Regions from separate parts of the Mus musculus genome. Here all the other regions are linked to region 1. The links are chromatin contacts, called in public Hi-C and HiChIP or PLAC-seq maps. All regions are on one chromosome and are shown on one strand. The core of a region is the stretch at or near the end of the contact, and the rest is flanking DNA. Distances in the headings are between cores, read along the strand shown. Region 1 holds the start of Wdr95 (WD40 repeat domain 95). Region 2 holds the start of Rxfp2 (relaxin/insulin-like family peptide receptor 2). Region 3 overlaps Uspl1 (ubiquitin specific peptidase like 1).

Region 1 (3,766 bases), core at 627-3,126:
CCGAAGCCCAGCGAGGCTCAGGGTGAAGAGGAAAGCTATTGTCTGGCCTTTGGCTTCCGTCATGGGGTGGGGCTTGACTGCTTAGCAACTGAACAGAAATCTGTGCCAAGGGAGGCTAAGAACCCCCTGTAAAGCTTGCCTCGGAGCTTGGCACAGCGAAACCAGATTGTTTGTTGGTTTGTTTTTTCCCCACTGCCTGCCACCCGTTCGTGATGTTACCGGTTACCGTGTGGCCCATGCCCCTCGGATGGCTCCAGATCACCTGGTTTCATTCATTCACTGTGTTTCACGGACTTTGACGTCCCAGAACGGAATGATCATCATTGTCTCTATAAAGACCTCAAACCAAGATACGATTTAGTGAGAAAGGGGACACAGCTGAGAGAGACCATGTCTGAAAACTAGGACTTGTATACATCCTCCATTAAATCTAAATTAAAATTAAGGTAGATTTTTTTTCCATCCATCTTGGGCATTTCCAAACTGACTTAGAGGTCTGGGGTGTACCTCAGTGGTAGAGTGCTTACCTAACATTTATAAGGTCCTGGGTTCAGCGTCAGAATTCTGTCTAAACTCCACCCCACAGTTACCTGGCAACAGGCAGGTAGGCCTGACCCACTATAAAAGGGGCTGCTTGCCCACTCCTCTCCCTCTTGTTCTCTTGCTCTCTTGTTCCCACTCTGTCCCCTCGCCTCTTCCCCGCCCCCCTCCACGTGCTCATGGCTGGCCTCTACTCCTCTACTTCTCTACTCTCCCTCTCTCTGCCTTTCTCTGCCTCCACTGCCCTCTTAACTCCCCTCCCCATGCCCTGAATAAACTCTATTCTATACTATACTATACTATACTATACTATACTATACTATACTATACCTGTGGCTGGTCCCTCATGGGGAAGGGATGCCTCGGCATGGGCCCGCTGAGACATTCCCTTCTCCCACACCTCACCACACCTCATAGCACATATCTCCTATTTATTTATTTATTTATTTATTTATTTATTTATTTATTTATTTTAAACACATCATTCAGGACTGAAGGAAGAAAGACAAAACTCATGGAAATGATTTTAAGTGATTCTTAATAATTCATATTTAAAATTACAACATTTCTGCTTCTTAGACTTCAACTACAGTTTCATCTGGTACTAAGGTCACCTGCCCAGAGACCTGGTGTGAAGCGAAGCGGTAGGCAAGACAGAGAAGCCCTGTTCTGAGCTGGCTGTCCTCCCGCTTAAGGAGCAGCTGTCTTAGTGGCCTCCCAAGCACCAACGCCAGGGCACCCGCGCCAGCTGCCACACTGGAGCTGCCGGAGTTCCACACCAGTAGAGTTTTATGTAAGGGCTTCAAAGCTACAGCAGCCACCGCAGTAGCTCTGACCTGGCCTTTCATGTCTCAGTCCAGACAAACGCGTGATTGAAGAAAGGATTCATCCAAGCCCGTGTCACATTGGCCATCTGGAAACCCGCCAGCCGCTCATTTAGCAAATTACTTTGTTTAAAGGCAGCTCTGTGTTCCAGCGTTTGTGCTACCAGGATGGGTCTCATAATTCCTCCGCCTTGGTTTATCCGCTCGGCTCCTCTCGATCTGCCTAGCAACTTAAAAGACTGTTAATGCGTGACAAGGCACTTGACCCGCATGATTTTCGAGCGGAGGGAGAGCATTCGTCTTGTGCTGGCTTGTCCTCTCCTCCAAAGCAAGGGCACGACGCCCCGCGCTCTCTGTCTTAATGAAGCCTGCCTTTATTAAGAAGCCCATTAAGCTCCACAGGGCCCAGCCATCCAGCACTGTAAATATTACCCCATAGAAATTCACATAGGGCCCTGGCGCGGGGTGGGGGATGGGGAGTACGGTAAGCGCTCACCCATTCTGCCAGTCTGGAGGAGACCTCAGCTCTCTGTTGATGGAAGGCTGTTGCTGTTTGACAGGCTGATGCCTCTTTGTTTGGAAAGATGAGTTAGAATCGTTAGCAGGTAATGTCACAAGGCCCCTGGGGTGGTTTGAATAAAAGAGTTGGAAGCAACCTGACTACAGAATAGCAATGAGTTCTCAGGTGTCTGATCTGGATTTTCTTCTTCCAAAAGAGGAAAGAAAGAGGAAAAAGGAGCCCACAGAGGCTGAGATGGTTTCTTATCAGGATGTTGCGGGTCACTTTGTCCTGATATGGTTTATCATCTGTCATTGACCAGGGCAAATGATCTTGGTGACTGTTGTTTCCATAAATTGCTCATCTGGGGTCGTGGTATTCTTAAGTCTGGAAGCTAGAAGCTCAAATCAGTGAGTGGATCAAAGACATATCGTGTGTTCAGTATCTAGCTAGGCCCTTTAAGGGGGCGGGGGGGGGGGGAGGATCACACAATAAATGTGCTTTGGGAAGTTTTTTTTTTTTTTTTTAAAGTGTGTCTATTTAGTGACTAGTAAAGACTCGGACTGGGTGTCAAATGTTGATGTGATTTGGGCCAAGGTTGCCTTAGTCCTCTCTTGGAATTATTTTTAGAGGTAACTGAATTAGTGATGACATATAGTAAGAACTCAACCGTGCTACTTGATATGTTTTGTAAAGCGCGGTATGCTTCACTGGGAGGGGGTGTCTTAGTGGGTGCCCCCTGTCCCCAGGTACCAGTCATACAACACGGGTCTAGTATAAAATGTTCACTTGAGGCATGGGAAGGGGGTTGAGAAAGGAGTTGAAGTAGAGAAAAAGAAGGGACAGAAAAAGATGGGGAGAGGGAGGGTGGGGGGGTCAGAGAAAGAGAGAGAGAGAGAAAGGGGTCAGAGAGAGTGAAGAGAGGCCAAACAGTTCTTTTTATAGCAACCCAGGCTCCCACCTGGCTGTTGCTAGGTAACTAACTGTTGGGAGGAACCTAGAAGGAATGCTAACGTGCTAACACTAATAACACCAGGTATGGGATAGCTATCCTCGGTATTGGCACCGCTAAAGTAGTCACTGGACTGGATCGAGGGAAGAGAGCTTTATGAGCCAACTCCATACATGTACCAACTCCAGGTAGGGAGAGGGCGGCCTGTGAATGGCACTGCATAAACCGGGCACAGCCTTGGTGGGCAGGGAAAGAAGTGGGTAGGTAGCTAGGTGGACTGGAAGGAAGCTCGAGTTCAGAGCACAGGAGTGGAGATGATGAACGAATGAGGGGCTGTGTTGGTGGAGGCTTGAAGGCTAAGGGGTCTCAACATGATCTAGCTGGTAACAAGCTGCCATCTTGCTTTCTTGCAGGAGAGCCGCAGAGAGCTCTGGGTCGGTAAGGGAGAAGATGGAAGCTAAGAGGCGGGGGGAGGGGGGGGGTGGTGGTCCAAGGCCAGTCATCACCCCAGGTCAGATGGACGAGACGTTCCGTGGAGGCAGCCAGAGGATGCATGGGAGGGAATGAAGCTGTAATCCCCTTCCAGAGGAGCCAGGCCTGAACTGACACCCATACACACACCAGGTGGAAAGGAGAAGGGAAGGAGAAGGGAGCCTTTGGGGACCACCCAGGCGGTTGCTCCGCCCACCATGTTCCAAGCATAGGTCGCTAGGACCCCAGGAGACTGACACGCCTTTGGAAGCCGATGAAGCCGTGGAGCTTTCTGGATAGCTGCGAGTGTTCAGAGTGAAGTGAAGGGCAAACGCAGGGGTCCATTGGAAGGCGCAAGTCCCAGGGGCCCATGGGAGCCACACAGGTGTAAACACACCAGTGGTTTAGGGAAGACAGCTCCATGGTTTTAAAAAAAACATCCTTCAAGGACCCAGAGTGTTGAACTGAAAGGACTCAGTG
Region 2 (3,766 bases), core at 789-3,288, 490 kb after region 1:
GCATTTTATAGGGAACACAGACCCCCTATTCAGACAGAATCAGGTACCTAAACTTTCAATACATAAACTCCCCTCCATTTGTAAGAACCCCAGTGCATTGTAGTGGATAATAAGACACGTATTTACATGAAATCTTGCAGTATTCGTATCAAAAAGTACAGGCACTGCCGACGGGTGATTGTAACAACAATAAGAGTGAGTTGATTCAAGACAAGATCAATAAAGTACATGTGTACTTCTCTGAACCAATTTGCCAGGCCTTCCATTCTAGCTCTGCATGAAGCCGGCCCTGAAATCTCCCTGCTGAGTTTGCCTCTCGGGTCTGAATCCATTCGCCCTGCTTAACTTAGTTACATCTTCAGCCTGTGTGAATTTCAACCTCTCCCGTTGCAGGTCAAAGGTCAGCGTGCACCCCCCAGGATGCCGGGCAGATTTAAAATGCATTAACCACAAACACATCCAAACGCTCAGGCTTTCTGCCTTCAAATGTCAGTAATGAGCTGGAGGAGGTCTTAATTATTATTTATAGTTGTTGAATTCGGACTCTTCCTGGGCTAACATTTCAAAGATTAACTCTGAGCGGCCCTGGTGGGAACCGATGAGCTGGCTTTTGCAATTTCAGAAGATATTAAGCTTGGCCTTTGATATTAATGCAGAATTCTAAACTAAATTCTTTGAAGTCTAGACACCGTTTTCTTTCTCTGAAGATATATCCTTGTGGGAGATATATTTAAACTTCAAATATTGCCTTGTGGTGGCCAATTAATGGTATTTAGTTGCATTTTAGAGTTTATGCTTTAGACTTTAACACCAGATCTCAGCGTCCGTCATCTTGGCAGAACACAAATATAGGGTCATTTAATCAACAGGGTGGGGGTTTTTTAAGTGACAGTGGGGGGGTTGTTTTTTGTTTTGTTGGAGTTTCTTTGTTTGGGGAGGTTGGGGAGGGAGTTGTGGAGGCTATCTTAAAAGACCTCAAGTTCAGTGAACAACAATAACAACAAAAGTTTCTTTAAACCTAAGAGAAGATCTTCGAGCATTTCTTTTCCTGATTCCTTTTCCTTTGGTCCTGTATCAAGGGAGAGCATTGAAAGAAATTTAAGTCACTTCTTAAAATGGCAGAAGAACCAACTTCATTACGTGATAAATAAAATATTGTATATCTCTAATTCTGTTTGAATCCGTATCCTATCAAAAACTGGAAGGAAAGACAGAGCGAGGCTGGCCCCAGCTGCCAGCAGCCAGTCACTGCAAGCAAGCCTCAGACAGCCTTTGCATCCGCTCCCAAACCCTCCGCTCTAATCCACACTAGGACCCTTTCTCCACCGACACTTCCCAGGTAGTGAAAAAAGAAGTCTGTACTCGGACAAGAAAATCCTACTTGTCTTTTTGGGATGTTCTTTAGGATCGCACTGGGATCAACGGGAGTCCCTACACAAAGCGGACTGGTTAAAAAGCTATCTTTGGGGTGTGAGGGGGGAAGAAAGTCACAGTGACTTTGAGTAGATGTGGGACTCCGGATTTCATGCATTGTGGGGGAGTTCTGTGCTTTAAAGCGAGACTGTGATTATGGGGAAAAGTAAGTAAAATTCAAAGTATTAGGTGGATGCTTCCCCCGGCGAACACAAGGCCACACTTGTAACGCTCACCTCTGCTGAATGTCACTTGAAAACATCTCAGTATGGTCCTCCACACAGTCCTCCGTGTGTGTCAATGAGGACGCATCTCTCAGTTGCTTCTTGTATGAAAACTGCTTCTAAAGAGTTTCCCAGTTGGTCCACGGTAGATGTACGGTCCTTCACACTCTGGAATTTGTATTATGTTTAGATTTTAAGAATGGGTGCAAGTCACTCCAGGTGCTTTGAGAAAAAAAATATTAAGCTATTAAATGTTGCTTATTAATAAGGCTAGAGAGCTATTTACCTCTCTCTTTTCTTACACCTTACCCTTCTTACACCGTGATGAATGTAATGTTCAGAAACACCAGTCTACTTTTAAAAGAAAGCAAAGCTAGAGAAGGAAAGGACGGAAAGAGAAGCGGACTCCCCAGTGACAAGCGTCGGTGTCCCTTCGTGCCAAGGAGGTTTCAGCTGAGCATGCTCAGACACATGGGAGGCACCAGACTATCAAAACTCCTTCTGAGAAGCAAGGACACGTCTACGAACTCAATGCTGCAAATCTACAGCTCTTTCCTCTGACACCGGACACCTCTCGAGCGCACACCGGCCGCAATGTGGCTCCTACTTCATGTCATCCTTCTGACAGAGGTCAAAGGTAAGGCTGCCGCTCTCTCGCTACAAGTGACATAGGGTTCCCAGAGATTAGAAAATCGTTATGTAGTTCTGTGATGTTTACAAGAGACTCTGTGCGGTGTTTGGAAGATAGACATCCCGCTGTGCATCCGCAGAAATGGTCGTTAATTTGTCTGGCACACCGAGGAGCCCAGCAGTTTTCAAATGCAGTATGTATCTCCCAGAAACGTGACTTTTTATGTGTTAGAACTAAAGATGGGTTGTATTTTCTAAATCAGTGTTGACATATCAATTCGAGCAGGGGCAAGTGCTTCTGAGAGCAAGGGAGGATATTCATAAACTAAAAGATGCGTTTGTATAAACTCAACCTGTTTGAATATGCTCATAAAATGAGTGTAATTGATTGTTAGTGGTTATGGGGTTTGGAGTTTGGGTTTTTTTGGTATATTTGTTTGTTTTTGTTAATCTAAACTGGGGACTGCAAACCACAAGCAAATCCAAAAATGTCTGAGTTCACCTATATAAAAGTTATTAAAATATAAAAACATATACTCGATATAACTTTCTTACCTACTCTGAGATTTAGAAAGTTGGTGTGAAGTTCTCACTTCCCACCCAGTGACTTTCATGTGTTTAGGGCTACAAACAACTAAAGTAAAAACCTAATTTTGCCACAAGTTTATACACTTCCTATTGCTGTCCAGGGCACAGGAGCTCATTATTACTTTGGTTCAAAATGAGTTCATAGCTTTTCTTTCAAACTTTTCAGAATAAATATTGGAATTTGAAACTATCATTAGCCTCTTTTAAAAAATCAATTTAATTAAATAAGATACAAGTGAGCAGTTTTCATCTTTAAGCAAAACGCGCCGCTTAGGACAATCAAATGTAACTTCCGAGCATAAAATACAGTATTTAAGGACAACTACCAAAAGATTTTTAAATGTTTAAAATTTTATTTTGAACTTGTAACAACACTAAAACTTTGTTCCACATCGTTCATCAAAGGCCTTATCCACCCCCCATGTACCCAGAGCAGTTTCAATTTTGCATTCTAACCTCTCCTGCATGCAAATCTATTCTCTAAAAAGAAACAATAAATTCTTCTCTCAGGAAACCACAGCTTTAGAAACAGGGGTCTGATTTGATTTAAGATCTAAAAGCAGAAGCCTGTGTTCTGTCTTTAGTCATAATATTCAATTTTGGAGGATGGCTAAGAATGAGTGATTGAAAGAGTCCTTGGAATCTTTAACCGGTGCTCCAAACTCTAACCACCGCTCACCAAATTACCCATTCTGTGCACTTGAGTAGGCTTGCGCTGGCCTTTCTGACCCCCCAATCACTTCGAAGCGACTGCGTATGGTTTTGCTGTAGTGCACTGGGCTCTGAAAAGTGGGAGAGAAAGGGAGAAGAAAAAGATCATTTTGGATCTTTCTAAATGCCTGACTTCAGATTTATATCTTGGACCTAAAAATAGTTCAGTCCTCTGCTCCGTTTTATTTTTTGAAGTTTGT
Region 3 (3,766 bases), core at 533-3,032, 320 kb before region 1:
GCATTTCTTGGACCCCAACACACATTTGATCCTTTTCTAAGAGGGTCTATCTAGCTCAGTAGCTGGGGCTGACCTCAGAGTGCCACTTTCTTGCTCAGCCCTCTGAGTCCTGACAATGGAGGCATGGATCACTGCGATGTCTGCTGTGAGAATGTCTCACTAGTGAGGTTAAAGGGACAGTTTGTGACACAAGAGGCTAGAGTCAACTTGTTGGTCTAAATTAACTTAAAAAAAAAATCTATGGCTTGAAGAATAGCTAAAAGGAGTTGTTAATTTATTTACTGGGAAGTTAGGAACAGATGAGATTAGCACCCTTCACTCTCTGGAAGGTTCTTAGCAGGGCGTCTGCTCTGAAGTCCTTGGCAGTGTTTTGCCCTCTGTTAGAGACAAGGCTTTTGTTTGCTTTAGGCCTCCATCATGGATTTGCTCTTAGTGTATGGTGGCATTTATAGTGTTCAGGAGAGCGGTCAGAGAGGCTGGGTACTTGTCTGCCTCGCCGGTCATTGCTCAGTATTAGCAGGAATCAGGCTGCCCAGTGCAGCTCACCCACCAGCAAGCCTCAACAGTCAGCAGGTAAATGATGAGGAGCGAGCGAGCGGTGCATAGCGAGTCCGTGGGATCTGGACAGCAGGCAGAGCCGAGCCTGGGAGAGAGCTGTAGAGGAGACTCACACTAGGACTTGAAATACTTGTCTACGCCAAGGAGGATTCTGCTCCCAGATTTCCATTGATTTGTACAAGGGGTCAGGTTTTCTGTTCATAGTAACGAGTCAGTAGGAGATCAGGAGACCTCTAGTGTCGTTTCTTGCCTCTGTGATTCCCTGTGCTAAACTCCCTAATCACTACGTGTGTTTTTAATAATATAAACAGGGCTGATGGTTAGAATCAGCTTAATTACAGCTTTTCTAGAATTCACAGGCTAGTGGTTTGACAGCTTTTCATTGAGTGGGTTGTGTGTGCCAGGAGTCACCTAGCCACTGAGAGTGATTTCTGTTGTGGCAATTCAGATGACTGGCTGCTTAGGAAAGTAGTTATGAACTCACTGGCGAGGCCAGTGACTCAGCACTCTGATCTTTCGGCAGCTCTGTGCATAAGAAGGAAAGTGGGCTCTAGCAGTGTTCGCACAGAGCTCAGAAAGCACCCAGGGGAAACCGGCAGCCACTTTGGTTTGCATCTTGTCTTTATTTCTTTAAAACCTGAAACTTCTTTAAACATTCTTTAATCTTTCATTCTAAAAAAAAAAAAAGCAATTTCAGAGTCAAAGCTAAGACAGGATGGCCTTTAATCAGTGTACGTTGGGGTTACAACAACTGGCTTCCTTCTCCTCTGACAGAAGCTAGTCAACTAGTCCTTTCATTTTAGTGCCTCTGGGTTTTGTGCCAGTATAAGGACTTGTATTAGGTTCCGTAGTTATATTTTTGGAGAGCATAAAAAAGCCTGGCCTTTGGAGGCTGGTGGTCCTGATTCAGACCCAGTTTATCTGCCACTCGTTGTTGTATGAAGGCCATGGCACTTGACACGGGAGAGTTGTTTGTCGGGGGAGTGTAATGTGATACTTGCTTTAATGAAAATGTTTTTACTAGAGTTGATGCAACTAAGATTTAGTATACTTGGCTGACGGTTGAAGATGGCTTTTAACTGTCGCCGTTTTCCAAGTGATTGCCCCCACCCCCAGCCCCCCAGCAGATGAAAAGTTTAAGTTTGTATCTGTTTGAAGACAGTACTCTCTTTGTTGTCAGTGATGCTAAGCCACTTTGCATCACAACTCAGCCTGAGTCAGACAGCCTGAGAGTAACAATGTTCACCCAGAGCCTCTGATGGCTCCTCACTAGGTAGCTGCCAGTACATTGGGTATGGAAGCTGGGGACTGATTCTACAATGTGCTAAGTGGAGACCAGGGGTGGCCCTGAAATAACCAGTGTGCTCAGCAGGGCATCAGCAGTGATTCTCTGGAGCATTAGTGGAGGGAAGCTCTGCTGGTCACCCTTCTGTGCATGTCAGTTGGTGTGGAGGCTCCAGTGTCTCTTCCGTGGCAGGGGAGGGCATGGCTGTGCTGATATGGGCGGGGCTGGGAGGCAAGCAAGAGCATGCAGTTGCACGTGTTAACTAACTCCAGCGAAGCTAGCTGAGGGATTCAAACTGTGCCTGTTTTTTAGGTGTGTGAAGAGTCTGGTCACCTTTACCAATATTGTTCCTGAGTGGCATCCACTCAATGCTGCCCATTTTGGTCCATGTAACAGCTGCAACAGTAAATCACAAATAAGAAAAATGGTGTTGGAAAGGTGAGTTTCCATTTACTTAAACATTTTTAGGAGACAGTGAAGATGCATGTACAGTTCCTCGTGTCGTGGGAAGGGAAGTAGTGAGCACCACTTACCCTTCAGAAGTTGGAGTGGACACTTACTTAGGGCCACCAGTTGCTTACCACTGTAAAAACTGAGGGTGGGCAAGCAGGACACAGTAGGCTTCAGGAGGGTGCTTAGTTTGTCTCTTGTAGTGTTTCTCTCATCCTGTTCCCTCTCCCATTGGGTGTACTTTTATGTGCATTTGTGTTTTACCTGCATGTATGTCTGTGTGAGGGTGTTAGAAGCCTGGAACTGGAGTTACAGACAGGTGTGAGCTGCTGTGTGGGTGCTGGGAACCGAACCCAGGTCCTCAGCAAGAACACTAAGTGCTCCTTACTGCTCAGCCATCTCTCCAGCCCCACCTGTGTGTCTTAATGTCTGTTTTCTTCCGGATGTCAATCAGCTTGCTGATACTTCATCGTCTTACAAGCTCCCTGCTGCTGGCTTCATTCTAAACTTCCTGCTGCTGGCCTAGGGTAGGCTCAGAGTTGCCATTCCGCTGACTCCTTGGCAAGCGCTGGGTCAGCTGTCTGTCTGTCTGCTGGGTCAGCTGTCTGTCTGTCTGCTGTAGGACTGGTGCTGCTAAGTGTGTGTACCTGGCCCTATCTGCTCAGGTGCTTGCATGTCCTTGCACTCTGAATGTAAATAGAACTCAGAGTAGATCTGCCCTTGTCGTTTCCCTCTGGTCAGATAGTGTACGTAGTAATAGAAGGTTTTGCTTTCCATTTGCTCTGTTTGCTGAACGGTTTAAAAGCTTAATACTCCCAACATGCAAATGCTTTAGGTCTGTGGGTCCGCCCCACACTGGCCTCTTTGAACTAGTAACTTTGCTGCTGACCTCCGTCCTTCCCTCCAGTTTCCTTTCCATAGCTCTTCTCTGGGCCTGCTACCTAGGCATATTCTCCAGACACGATCTCATCGCCTGGCCCTGGCCTCCCCCCTACGTTCCGCAGCATCTGTTGCATGTAAATACTGAATCTTGGAGGCTGTGGACAGATGAGCTGTCCACACAGTATGCCTGCCTGCTGTGTGGTGCTCAGCTCACCATTCCTCCGTTCTGCTGTGCTGGGTAAAGCTTCTCTCCCGTCTGTCTTTGTACTCTGCTGCTGTTGGGTTTGCTGTCCTCCTCCCTGTCAGCTATTAGCTTGCTTTGTCCCTGCTTCCTGGCTCTCAGAGTGTGAGTGAGGCGCTGCCTTACCCACAAATCTAGTCAGCTTGGCTGCCTGGGCCCAGGGTTTGAGATCTTCGTGTCAGGGCTTCTCTTCCTTAATACCGAGACAGGCAAAGGCAGCTGCAAGGCTGGCTGTTGTCCTGCACACACCTGTGCAGAAGCCTGAGCATCCTGGTGCTTATAAACAGCTTTCTGTCAAGGTGCAGGGGTTGACAATCCGCTAGATTTTATTATGTTGTTTGATCTGCTAA

The links. Hi-C and Micro-C count contacts between places; a contact is called where the count stands out from the background. HiChIP or PLAC-seq counts read pairs in DNA pulled down with a chosen protein or histone mark.
Region 2: an H3K4me3 HiChIP or PLAC-seq map of embryonic limb bud shows a contact between it and region 1, with 6 times the contacts expected there. The contact joins the promoter of Rxfp2 here to the promoter of Wdr95 in region 1. A contact is called at or near these places in 2 of 39 promoter capture datasets (embryonic stem cells and stem cell-derived epiblast-like cells), 1 of 484 Hi-C or Micro-C datasets (the N1E-115 cell line), 1 of 115 datasets of contacts at active chromatin or transcription factors (embryonic limb bud) and 1 of 9 other capture datasets (embryonic stem cells).
Region 3: a Hi-C map of uterus shows a contact between it and region 1, with 4 times the contacts expected there. The contact joins the enhancer-like site here to the promoter of Wdr95 in region 1. A contact is called at or near these places in 8 of 39 promoter capture datasets (the 3T3-L1 cell line, 3T3-L1-derived adipocytes, cranial neural crest and 5 more), 2 of 15 datasets of contacts at CTCF or cohesin (both in the NIH/3T3 cell line), 18 of 484 Hi-C or Micro-C datasets (B cells, the HPC-7 cell line, the MC3T3-E1 cell line and 12 more) and 6 of 115 datasets of contacts at active chromatin or transcription factors (differentiating embryonic stem cells, embryonic basal ganglia, embryonic forebrain and 3 more).

The regions. Positions count from the first base shown.
Region 1 is chr5:149,526,803-149,530,568 of GRCm38.p6, forward strand. Wdr95 (WD40 repeat domain 95) reads left to right here and starts at 1,877. Exons shown (of 23, transcript NM_029440.3): 1 at 1,877-1,969. The region is part of intron 1 of Gm15997 (predicted gene 15997); the gene reads right to left.
Region 2 is chr5:150,016,637-150,020,402 of GRCm38.p6, forward strand. It overlaps Rxfp2 (relaxin/insulin-like family peptide receptor 2), which reads left to right and starts at 2,039. Exons shown (of 18, transcript NM_080468.2): 1 at 2,039-2,274. The coding sequence starts at 2,232.
Region 3 is chr5:149,202,114-149,205,879 of GRCm38.p6, forward strand. Uspl1 (ubiquitin specific peptidase like 1) reads left to right here. Exons shown (of 9, transcript NM_001115149.1): 7 at 2,156-2,281. Among named protein-coding and RNA genes, the nearest start is that of Uspl1, 19 kb to the left of the region's middle. Within about 2 kb of position 1,783, at least 108 of the 459 cell types and tissues checked have an H3K27ac peak or open chromatin away from gene starts, as enhancers often do. A contact at or near this core is called in 3T3-L1-derived adipocytes, the HPC-7 cell line, the NIH/3T3 cell line and 5 more, where this site is marked.